Linked DNA regions of Mus musculus: region 2 is linked to region 1. The links are chromatin contacts, called in public Micro-C maps. All regions are on one chromosome and are shown on one strand. Each heading gives the region's core, a stretch centred on a gene start, on an enhancer-like site or on the middle of the called end of the contact. The rest is flanking DNA. Distances are from core to core; before and after follow the strand shown. Region 1 has its middle 43 kb from the start of Gm25215. Region 2 holds the start of Kif5c (kinesin family member 5C).

Evidence for each region. A called contact is a pair of places that touch in the nucleus more often than the background predicts.
Region 2: a contact with region 1 is called in a Micro-C map of embryonic stem cells, with 1.5 times the contacts expected there. The contact joins the promoter of Kif5c here to the enhancer-like site in region 1. A contact is called at or near these places in 8 of 39 promoter capture datasets (the C10 cell line, cranial neural crest, embryonic stem cells and 3 more), 4 of 484 Hi-C or Micro-C datasets (bone marrow-derived macrophages and embryonic stem cells), 9 of 115 datasets of contacts at active chromatin or transcription factors (bone marrow-derived macrophages, embryonic hindbrain, embryonic limb bud and 3 more) and 1 of 9 other capture datasets (embryonic stem cells).

Annotation. Positions count from the first base shown.
Region 1 is chr2:49,352,396-49,358,875 of GRCm38.p6, forward strand. No RefSeq gene overlaps it. Among named protein-coding and RNA genes, the nearest start is that of Gm25215, 43 kb to the right of the region's middle. Within about 2 kb of position 3,651, at least 5 of the 459 cell types and tissues checked have an H3K27ac peak or open chromatin away from gene starts, as enhancers often do.
Region 2 is chr2:49,617,565-49,623,468 of GRCm38.p6, forward strand. Kif5c (kinesin family member 5C) reads left to right here and starts at 1,722. Exons shown (of 26, transcript NM_008449.3): 1 at 1,722-2,223. The coding sequence starts at 2,098.

The sequences.
Region 1 (6,480 bases), core at 2,401-4,900:
TTCTTCCTGTACTGTGTCTGTCTCTCTCCCTTTCTTCTTTCTTCTTGTGAGAGTTGGATATATCCTATCTTGTCAAACCTTTCTCAGATTTGTCACTTATTCTGCCACTCAATTAGACATCACTTTTAAACATGGGTGCTTCCTTCTGCAAACTAACTTTACCTTCTTTGTTTGGGATTAAATGTGAGAACTAAGGGTGTGTCTGTATTCCAGCCAGAGGGATTAAAGGTGTGTGCTAAGGGCTGAACCAAACCCTACTAAGAAACAGGTTCAAATATCCTGTAACAATAGACTGGGTGGCTTAAATGATAGAAAGTTATTTTTTTCATAGTTTTGGAAGTTAGAAGTCTGAGGTCAAGAGGTAAGAAGGTATTATCCTAAGGGATCTTTGCTGTGGATGGCTCTTTATATGCTGTCCCCTGTGGTAAGTGTGAGTCCTAAACTTTTCTTATAACACTAGTCCTATTGGATCAGATCCAACCCACTCAATCTTAACCATCTCTTTAAAGACTACATCCAAATGCAATCACATCCCAAGGTGTGAGAGGCTAGGAATTGACATATGCCTGCCAATAGGACACAGCTCAACTCCACAGAGAGTCTCTTCACTCTGGTAAAATGAAGCAACGAAGAAAAGGCACCAGCAATTGTCTTGTGGAATGTCGCAGAGGGTGGGGAGGGGAGGAGTGACAAGGAGATTGACTTAACTTGGCCAGTCCTGGCCAGAACCTTACAAAGGCCTTCTCTACGGAATAGACAGTGTATGGAACATGCTGGTCCTAGTGTGTGTGTGTGTGCGCACTGAAAGTTGTTCACTGGTCCCAAGCATACTTGGCCCATTTGTTGTGTTTTATAAAAAGATAAGGAGAGAAGGAATGTGTTTGGTGGATGTGCAATCAGATGTGCGGGAAGGGGTGCCTCCATGGGCCCATGCTGAGGCATCCCTTCCCCTTGAGGGACAAGACACACAATGGTATAGTATAGAATAGAGTTTATTCAGGGCATGGGGAGGGGAGTTGAGAGGGTAGTAGAGGCAGAGAAAGGCAGAAAGAAAGAGCAGGGAAGTAGAGGAATAAAGAAGTAGAGGCCAGCCATGGGCATGTGAAGAGAGAGAGGGGGAGAGGAACGGGGAGAGAAGAGGAGGGGGCAAGAAGACAGAGGGAAAGCAAGAAAGCAAGAAGGAGTAGAGGGGGGGCAAGCAGCCCCTTTTATATCGAGTCAGGCACAGCTGGCTGTTGCCAGGTAGCTGTGGGGCAGCAGAACCTAGACAAAATGCTAACATTCCCGTGTTTTGGTTTAATTAAAACAGAAAAAAAAATTAGAAAGAGGTGATGGTGGAACAGGAATGTGCTTGTTGCGATCTTTAGCTACTTCCTGCTGATTTGGGGGCAATGTGTCTCTAGGAAACCTAGGAAAATGGGTATGGGAACATTGGTCCAGTCTTAGGAGAATTGGCTGTTTCCTTGGTGTGCAGGGTCTGTGCAACCATCTGTGGATAGATCAGAAGGAATGGGTCCAATAGAAGTGTCTGTGAGAGAAGACTGGAGCATCTGGGGGTTGCTTCTCTTGAGCTGTCCTGGATGTAGTAAGTGCCTGGACTTAACAACACACACACACACACACACACACACACACACACACACACACACACACACACACACATTATAGGTAGAGAATAAAGTTAAGTGTGTTTGGGAGAAAAAAAATTGAAACCCTTAGGTCTTGGTGGTTGGGGGTGAGTCTCAATTCCAGGGAGAGGAATCTCTCCCCCTGAAATAGGTAGGAAGTGGGAACTTTAGGCTATTGACTAGCAGATGTACTTATCTGGAGTCTGTTTGGTCCATGAGAGGTAGAACTGAGTGGGTTTCCTGTAGCTTATGAGTTTACAGAGGAGATAAGAACATGAGTTAACAATATGAACAGTCTTTAAGATGAGCTTATGGGGAACCTTAAGCCTTTCGTGGAGCAGAAGGAACAAGAAGGGCTTTTTCCTTCTGTCTAGGAAACTGAATATACATAATGAGAAACAATTTTAAGTTTATAATTTAGAGACAAAGAATATTCAAAACCTTGACCTTGTGAATATAGTTGATCATAAGAGAAACACCTTAAGTCTATAGTTAAAGTACAATCAAATGAAACTTATATTTGAGTATGATAGCTTATATTATAGATTCAGCATGAAACACTTTACACTTAGTTAAAAGACAATCAAGAAAACTTAAAATTTGGGGGCTGGCGAGATGGCTCAGTGGTTAAGAGCACCAACTGCTCTTCCAAAGGTCCTGAGTTCAAACCCCAGCAACCATATGGTGGCTCACAACCATCTGTAACGAAATCTGATGGCCCTCTTCTGGAGTGTCTGAAGACAGCTACAGAGTACTTACTGTAATATAATAAATAAATAAATAAATAAATAAAATATATAATAAATCAATAAAATAAAATAGAAGAAAAAAAAGAAAACTTAAATTTTGAATTTGTGATTATACATTGGATCGTATAGTGGAATGTCTTATTAGGGTTAGGCCAATACTTAAGAACTCTGCTGGTCAGTGTTAGGACAATGGGATAGCAAGAAGAGGAAATATGAAGCAGTTAGTTGCTGGAAACTGAGCTCAGGTAAGGAAGTGACAGGTTACACCTGTGAAAGCTTACATCTGAACTTGTGCATCATTTGTCATGAAGTCTGTAAGAAACCTGGCAGTCTTAGCCAGTGAACAAGTTTATTAGTGTAGTAGTAAGGAGCTAGGTCTGTTTTCTAACTGTCAAGCTACTGTTAGCTTAGCTGTCAATGAGGTCAGAAATCTGGGGAAGAATAAATTATAATCTAGGAGCCATGTATTAATTAAAAATGACAGAGTTCATCTATAGTCCACTGCCTAAACAGTTCCCAGGTCCCTGTGGTCTCCATAGCAACTTCAAGCCCAGAATGTGGAGAGCTCCCCCCCCCCCCCCCCCGTGGAATAGACACATGTGAAATGAGAAACGACCCACCTTGACTTAAGGCAATATGAGGCATTTGACTCTTAGGATATCCAGTTTTGCCCACAGTGTTACTCGGTGGTTATCATACCACAATCCAGGCAGTCTCTTGTAGCTATGTCCATTATCCTCTGAGATCTTTTGTTAGGCTTTGGGAGGTTCTGTCTGTCATAAGCTGAAATGTTCATAATTGGCAGACTTCTGACAAGATTGAGAACAGTATCTACTGGTCATATCTGAGTTAGACAAGAGAGTACACTAGAATCTAATGACAGTAGCAAAACTCATTTACCAAGGCAGGGATACACCAAAAACCTTAACTGTTCAGTGACTTTGACAGGTTGCATTAGCATTAGCAGAGAAACACTTGGCTTAGAGTTGGTGGCAAACCTGGGTGGTTACTAGCAATCCCCGAGTCAAGGCACCAAATGTTGTGTTAGAAGGCGGCTCATATCCGGACAGATCACACCAAGCCAGCACAGTCCCACGAGAAGAGGTTTATTGGGGGTGGGGGAGGAGTGAGGAAGAGAAGAAGAAGGGAAAGAAGGGGCGAGGAGTTGGGGGTCTCTGCCTTTTATTTGGGCTGTGACGTAGTCACATGCTTCACCGCACACAGGTGAGTCACACAGGTGAGGAGCACGCTGGGAGTGTGTGGCGGTTGCCATGGCAACATACACAAGAGGGTCCTTGTCACCTAGGGGTGATGTCAACATTGGATTCAGAGGCAACTGGTGACCGCAAAGCAGTTTCTGATGCCAACGCCATTGTCCCACACAGCAGAAATAGAAGCAGCAGCAGCTGGGTAGGCCCAGCACAGTCTGAGCTCTAGGAAGGACTTCCAGGAAGCAGGCCCTGGTGTTTCCTCCCCTTTCCTAAGAACTTGCCTCTAAATTCATGTTGCCTCTCTGGCCTGGGCCAAATCCCCTTCATCAAGGGCTATTCAGTCCAAGCCTGAGATCTCCACCTCTGTAATGGCCCTCATCTATAGGTAGAAGAACAAAAGGCTCTTACTTCTCAGAGGGGTGGGGTGAAGAAGGAGGTGGGAGGTTGGAGACATCCCTTGGTCATGTATCAAAGAAGATTTTGCATTTTCATAGAAATAACGATTGCTAAAAAAATATTGCTGTTTGGGAGAAACACAGACCCATCTATGCACAGGGTTTACATATTTACAATGATATTATGGTCCCTTAGAATACTCAGCATCAAACAAACAAGCCAGCTTGGAACCCCTGTACCACTCAGATAAACACAAAATGCTTTCGTGCTTCTTACCTCCGCTCTGACAAGAGTCCTCCTGGTCCCTCTTGTTCCACTCTGGCTCTAGCAACCAAAAAGTAGGAACATGACTTCCCCAGTAGGAGATAGATGAAGCCTGATACTTTTATTTAAAAAATAAGTTTCTTCTATAGCTCTTTTAGTCAAGCCCAGAGTAACATGAATTGAGCCAGGACCTGAAGAGCTGATGCTAAGCCAGGACCTGAAGAGCTGATGCTAAGCACTGCCATTCACCAGTAGCATGGGATCTGCTTGGACGCCTCCTGCTCTTAGTCTGAACCTGCATACTACTATTTGCCCTTCCTCCTTTGTGGGTTTTATGAGAAGCAGATGGTACACATAAAAGCGTTGTCCAGGACGGGCCGTGAGGTACCGCCACAGGAACTGTCAAAGCAGGGGCCACCTCTTCTCCATCCTCCCACAGCGGCTCCTCTGCCTCAGCTAAGGCTGCCTGTGCCCAGGAAGGTCCTCCCTTCCTGACCCATGGGCCCAATGCAGGGAAAGGAGGATGGAAAAAAGGCCACCAATCCCTAAACTTTCTACAGAAACCCACCAATCCCTGAGCTCCCCAAGCTCAGGACTTGAAATCCCACCAATCCTCACCCTGGAAATCTCTGCCCAGAAAAGCTCCGCAGGCATCTATAGGCTTTGAACTGCACATGGACTTGATCTTTTCCCAGTCCTAGGAGCAAAGAGTTTGACTTAAGGTCTGGCCAAGGAATACTTGCCAGCTTCCCAGCCTCCTCCCACCAGGGACTGGTCTCCAGATCCCATTCAGTTCTTTGGAACTATTTTTTTTTTAACGTATTTTGTTTAGAACCTTCACTTTCACACACAGTATGGTAACCATCACTTGAGAGCATTATCTAGTGAAATCTCTTCTCCCAGCTTGCAAAAGTCAAAGCAATTATACCAAATTCTAAGAAGTGTAATAAATAAGTGACTATATATTCAATCCATCAAGTGCCAATTTCCTCTTCCACGTGTCTTTCATCTTCACTTTGTGCTTTCCCAAAGAAGAGCAGTGTAGGAGAAAATGTTGATGGCCCAATCTGTGTGACGAACAAAGTGAACAGGTTAGCTCTGGTTCCACAGGCATCTACCATGGGCTTTGTGGGGGAAGATTTAAAGCAATACTCTTTGGAGTAAAGATTACCTACTTAATTCACTGAGAAGTAAAGGTAAATGTTTGTTTGTTTTGATTTTTTTCTCAGTGTAGCTTTAGCTGTCCTGGAACTCACTCTGCAGACCAGGCTAGCCTCAAACTCACAAAGATCCATTCATCTGCTTCTACTGAGTGCTGGGACTAAAGGTGTATGCTCTGAGGCAAACCCTTTGATACTTGGGTTAGACAGCATATACAACATCTCAGTGGAGGGGAGTGAGCCATCACAGAAACAAATACCATTCATGCATCTCTGAAGCACCTGGCCAGGGCTTGAGTGGCCAAAGATAAGCCAGACATGTTCCATCCATTCAAGAAGTGTATAGTCTACAGAGAAACAGGCTTGATGAAAGATAATACTTATTTGACAATGGGTGTGTCTTTGGAATCAAACAAGAATTATTCCAAGACAAAGCTAAAGAATAAGATGGGTGATTCAAGCAGCTGAGTCACAAGTGTCACTGGGAACAGCTTTCCAGTCATCCCCACAGATGGTTCTGAAGATATCATGAGCATCTTAGAGTTGCTGTGTCACCTCTTGAGACACCACTCTGGAGGGGAAAGTTAATTGTGTGTGTCGTGCAAGCTCCAGCTTGTTTGGTTGGTTTTGTTTTTAGATCATACACTAGAAAGAAAGATCCCATGACTAAATACTTGATAGACAAAAATTTCCTCTGAAGTTCCCCAAGCCTTTGAGGATGTGTTTTTAAGGCCACATAAAAAAAGAAACATTAAACTGCAGTTCTTTACAACCTCTGCCTGCGCTTCATCTGTGAGTTCCGCCCACTTTCCAATACTGCTAGAGTCTCCCCGAGGAGAAACACCATTCTCCGCTCTAGGATGCTCTGTTTGGACACCTGGTTGCTGAGCACAGCTACTTAAGAAGCCTCTTGGGGACATTCTGGAAGCACCGACTTCTTCTTGGGACCCTATATACCCTGTGAACATAAGACAGAGATTTGCATCCAGACCTCGCAACATCTCCACATTCTCTGGACTGGGGTTTCCTAGGGCTCTATGGCCAGGAGCTTCTTGACCGCCTGTGGGCAGCT
Region 2 (5,904 bases), core at 472-2,971, 260 kb after region 1:
AAGGCAATATTGCTATTCTAATGCCAGAGAATAGGAAACAGGGTCTGAAGGAAAGCAAATATCTGGCCACAGTGGCAGAGGAAGGACCCATGCTCAGCGGAGTTCCCCACTCAGTGTGCTTCCTACTCTGCACTCTGTCTTCAGATGGAGCAAAGGCAAGGAGGAATTCACTGTCTAGATGTAGTGATACAGAAAGGACCCTGGAACAATAAGTAAGGACAACCAGCTGCAGGCCATCTGGGAAATCCTTCTCTAGAAAGTCTTAGGATTGAAAGTTAGTGTTGACAAAGTCCAAATGGACACAGCTATGGACCAATGCATTCTCCCGGGAGGTGGGAATACATCAGGTTTCTTTCAGGAAACTTCGTACCACGAGGTTCCTTCATAGAGTTACAAAGCTTTAGACTCTAGGTTATTGTGCCAGAGGTAGATGCTAGGCTAACCCCAGTTCATGGCATAGACCTACCCTAATAGGTTTCAAACTCTTTGAAAACCCATACACCCTTATCTAAATTGGAGAATGTCATCCACAGACTGTTGGCACTTAGTTTGCTGATAGGTGGGAATGGATCTTGAGTAAGAACAGAGTCAGTACAAAGACCATTGTTCCTAAGGCAGTCCTAGCATCTACCTGTTCTCTGGCTTGGCAGTTTAGTAGCTTCTTGAATATAGCAAAGCAAGTTGTGCTCTTCTAAGCTCTTCATTTGTTTCAGTGGCTTTGGCCATGTTCCTATTATCTTCCATAGGGCCCCCGAGATACTTACTGATTGATGGATGGGAATGAACCAGTTCGGCAGGGCAAATGGCCCTGAGCCAATATCAGAAACAAAGCAGGACAAGTGGAATAGAAGAAGTCACAAGCAGTTAGAATCTGTTAGATTGTAAGCATGGATGTTATAGGAGAGGAGGGAGCCTACAGTAAGAAGAGAGACCTGTATGAGAACCTAGGCTTGTCTTAGATTTGATCTTCTATACAATCTGTTCATTTCTGCAGGATTCTAAACATCATTAGAAATTGATCTATGATTGCTTATAACAGAGCTCCTGTTTTCTTTCCCCCTTTTTCTTGTTTTTGTTTTCTTTTTCCTTTTTTCTTGTTTTTGATTTTGGGATTTTTTTGTCCCAAGTTGCCTTCTGAACGCTGGGATTCCAAGCATGCACCGCCACGCGACACTGAAATGTTCCTGACTTAGGACTCAAAAAACCGACTTCAACCCTCAAGCTCTAAAGTAGCATGCTAAATACGTGGGTGTGTGAATTTGTTTTCTGACTTAGCGTTGCAGTGATAAAATCCTTGATTTTGATCGGATGTGAACAATTTTGAATTACCTATGTTCAAGCATTTCCTTTATAACTGGCTTCCATGCAAATCTCATTTCCTTCCTGCTTTCCCTAGGACTCTTGCAAAAACTCTACAACACAGGGAAACGCTCTGTGGCTGTTCAGTTGTACACTGTGCTGATAAGTATTTTTCCTTTCAGGAAAAGATGTGACCTGGTTTTTTATAGAGTTTAGCTGGGAATATTAACTATGACTTCCATTCTGTTCTTGGCTTGTGGAGCCCCATCAGTCCTGCAGTTCCCGGGGGTCCTCTCAAGCTAATCCAAGCCTTGCCCTCCCACCTGCAGGTAGAGTGGCGACTACAAGTCCCGGGATGCGCCGCGCTTACACCCAGGGTGAGGCGGATCTCTGCAGTGACGTCACCGTGCCGAGGCGGGGCAGAGGGGCGGGCCTGGAGGTGCCGGAGCACGGTGGTGCTGATGCAGGATGGCTGAGCGCGACCGAGCCCGGGAGGTCTGAGCCGGGCGGGGATTGCTCCCTGAGCATCGCCTAGTCCGCCCGCCTCGTGGTTGCGGGCAGGTGGGCCGGGGGCGCAGGACCGGGCTGGAGGTCAGCAGCAGGGCGGCCCACCTGATACGCTGCTCTCCTTCCCGGCGGCGGAGCTGCGGGGCGTCCAGCGCAGGCTTGAGATGACCTGCTGAGAAGCTGCGGGAGGCGGCCTAGCAGCGGGCAGCGGTTGGTTCGCGGCCTCCTCGGTGGCGCTGCCCAGCCGGGCCCCCCACCCCATCCCTGTGCCCCCTCCTGCTGCGGCCCGAGATGGCGGATCCAGCCGAATGCAGCATCAAAGTGATGTGCCGGTTCCGGCCCCTCAACGAAGCGGAGATCCTCCGCGGGGACAAATTCATCCCCAAATTCAAAGGCGAGGAGACGGTGGTGATCGGGGTAAGTGGCCTTGGTGTCTTGCCCCTCCTCCGGCTTTGCACCATAGCCTGAGTGGGGATCTTCCGGACGCTACCTCCGACATCCCAGCGGGGCTGGGTTCGCGGGTGGATCGTAAAAGAGCCCTTGCCTGGTGACTCCCCCGCGGCGGTGGTGGCGCGGGGCGGCGGGGGAGTGCGAGGTCCGCCATTGTTCGCGGGTGGGGGCTCGGGTGGGCCTATTGTTCCCACTCTAGCCGCCGCGTGGGCAGTGTTTAGGCTTGCCAGCAAGTAGGGATGCCCAGGTCTTGGTCAAAAGTGTCAGCTCCACAACCCACAGATGCATCCAGGCATTCCAGGGTTCGATTTGTCTCAAGACCTTAGTCAAAAAGGTATGGAGGAAAGGTGCAAGAAAAACAAAATCTCCTGGGCCCTCCATAGGCGGTTTCACCTTGCTCTCTTGTGGAAGGTGAGGAGTGCTCTTGGTGTCTCTGGGAGGTCTCTTATGTTTCCTGCTTCCTATCATCCCAATTGTCCTGGATTTGTGCTTTCTGTGGACTACCCCCACCCCCACCAGGTCCTTTCTCCCTAGTGTCTGCAGATAGACTCATATGCTTCGTTCTAGATGGAGAGCAGATTCTCGAATCTGCTAAGAGAGGGAGTTCCCAAATAACCCTCTGTATCAAGAGCAGAAGTTACTTAAGCAAATCCAGAGTCTCCCTTTTGATCACCTTTCCCCACCTTTCCTCCCACAGTGTTTTCCCCAACTTAGCTCCTTCTCTGCAGCCTGGCTACGGGGAAAGGGAGGGAATACTCCCTTACAGTTCTTAAGGGAGTACACCAAAGGAAATAAACTAGTTTTGTCCGCGCCCCCTTTCTTAACCTGCTCTCCCTAGAGTGTGTGTCTCATGGTGCCCTCTTTGTATTCGAGCCGCGTGGAGAGGGACTGAGTTAATGCGAGCCTCTAGGTCCCCACTGATACGTTCCTGGCATCCCGCTCCAGGCTGCTGATGCAGCCTTCCCGTCTCCAGCATTGATTAAGTGATGTCATCTCCATCACTGAGCATGCTCGGACTACCCCCTCCCCCCCATTCCCCCAGTGACTGTTGTATTTAGGTCAAGTGATTGACAGGTGACAGCTTTCTGGGTGTATAGCTAGAGGACACCTAGCCTTTTTCAAGAGCGAACCCTGCGGTTCTTCACTTAGTCTGTCCCCAACATCTTTGGCAAGGTTGTCTGCTGCAGTCGCTGCAAAGGTCTTGGACCAGCAGATGCTAGTCATATTTTCCACCATCCTGGATTAGAGGCCAAGCCCTGGCCTGGGGGCTTCGTCTTGTATTATGTTTAAGAAGGCTCCTCCCACTCCCTGCAGACTATGATCTTTTTCCTTCCCGTTTTCAGTTATAGGAAAACGCAGACCTCTGAATACTCTGGATGAGCAACCACTTATTCTGATATCTGACCTATGGGGAAGGGCAGGGATTTCCTCCTCTGTGCTTAGGGTTAACCTGCAGAAAAGCTGTACACTACAATTATTGATGAGGGAATTCTATACTTAATGGCATATATGGGTTAGTGAGATAGCCATGGCAGCCTGGAGCTAGGGTTACAAGTAGACTGAGATCCCATCATTGTCTGATCTGCTGTTTCCTCAGTGAGGTGTGGTTCAATTAGGAGTGGCAGTTGCTAGGGACTTCTAGTCCCTCCCTCTTGGCTTGTAACAATTTTTACAGTACTGATTGCTCAGTGCCTGAAAATGTTCGGGTGACCTTGTGTTTTGTGTTTTGTTTTCTCTCTCCATGCTTTAAAGGGCCTGAAGTGTTTCTCAAAGCTAGCTCTGCTTCCCTCTCCTTTTTCTGCCTTCTCCTCTCCCACCTTCCTCATCTTCTACAAGGATCAGTGAAGTAGAGTAATAAATCCCCTGTGCAAAGCAGAGATTCTTAGCTTTATTACTATTAATCACTCTATTACTGTAAGTATTCCAGGCTTAAGTGTATACAAATAATACTAAGTTAAAACAAACATACACAAACACTTTAACAAAAAGTTATGGATGTGAATATACATACTGCATTTCAACTGTAAGGTGTTTTTTTTTTTTTTTTTTTTCTCATCCTACTACTTTAATTTAGCGAAATAAAGCATCATAGAAAAGCATTAACTATTAGCCTGATGAGTTTTCAAAGAAACAGGCATTTTCAGGTCTTAGAGCTTTCTTCAGTGTAATCTTCAGACCCCAACACCCCAGGGCGTCAATATTCTGATTTCTGAATCTATACATTCATTAGTTTTGCTTGTTTTTCTCAGCATAAAACCCTACAGTAGGTTGTCTGTTATGTTTCTGGCAATGCTTGTCACATTGGTCTTGTTTGTAGTAGTATTTCACCATATGAATATGCCTAAAATTTACTTATTCCTTAGATGTTTTTGAAGAGGGTCTAGCTTTGTTGTCCAGGCTGGCTTTGACCTCATGACCCTCCTGCTTTAGCTCTCACAGTACCGGGAGTACAGGTGTGAGCCACCAAGCCCAGTAAGTAGCTGTTGAGAGACAATTAATTGCCCTGCATCCATTTGGGGCTCTTCTGGATGGTGCTGCTATGAACCTCACTGTTTGCATCTTTTGGTTCATGAGTATATAGTACAGACCACTCTGAGACAGTAAGTGTTAAGATTTGTGTTGGCGTGGCCTTGGGACCCTTCCCCTCACTAATTATCAATGTAGATGAGAATATAGCCTGGCAGTATGTATGGTTCTTAAACATCATGCGGAATGTCCCCAAGTTGACAGCAGCATGTATGACTCAATTATAGGTAGAGTTGATCTCAGTGGCAAGGCTATCCCAAGAACGTGGAACTTAGAACTGCCCGGAAATCTCACTTTCACTCTCTGCAGACACAAGTGAAGGAGGACGTTTGGTGGAGTTAGCTGTTAGTTCAGGTCATTCTTAGTTTTGAAGCAGAGATCTTTTTTTCCTCCCCTTTAAAGTCCTGTTTAGTTCTTGTGGAGTTGTACATCAAGATCGTCAGGCGGAATTTCTGAGTTTCCCTTTAAGGAAATGTACAGTCTTGGAAGAGTCTCCTCACCATCCGCACACTCTGTTTGGAGCTTCCGTGCAAATCCTTCCCCGCTGCTGTTCCTCCGCCCTGACTTTTCCATCCACAACCCTGTCTGTCTCTTTACTTTGAACGAGCGATATTGTGGTCATTACTTTCCCCGTTGCTGTGATAGAAAGCCATGACTGAAAACTTTCTGTTAGAGTTTATTTGGGCCCCTGGTTCCAGAGGGAGAGTCCATAATGTCAGGGGAGAGACAGGAGAGCTGACAGCTAGAGCAGGAAGCTGAGCGAGCACCTCCTCACACAGACTCAGGCAGAGCAAGCCAGAGTGAGGGTGAGGCTCTAACCGTCCCTCAAAGCCAGTCCTCAGTCACTACTTTGTCCAGCAAGGCCGCATCTCCTAAAAGTTCCATAACCTCTCCAACATCCCTACCAACCAGAGACCAGATATTCAAATACGTGAGCCTTATAGGGGACATTTCTTATTCAAACCATTACAGCTATGTTTGTTTTGTCTATAACCTCACTTGTTTTACCTTATATTGTTAGTAGTTTGATTACCTATCTAGTGATATTGTTAGCTACTGTAGAGATAAGGCCCATCCGGGTTTTGCTCTAGGGCCTTATCCATAAGAAGTATTGCAGCATTT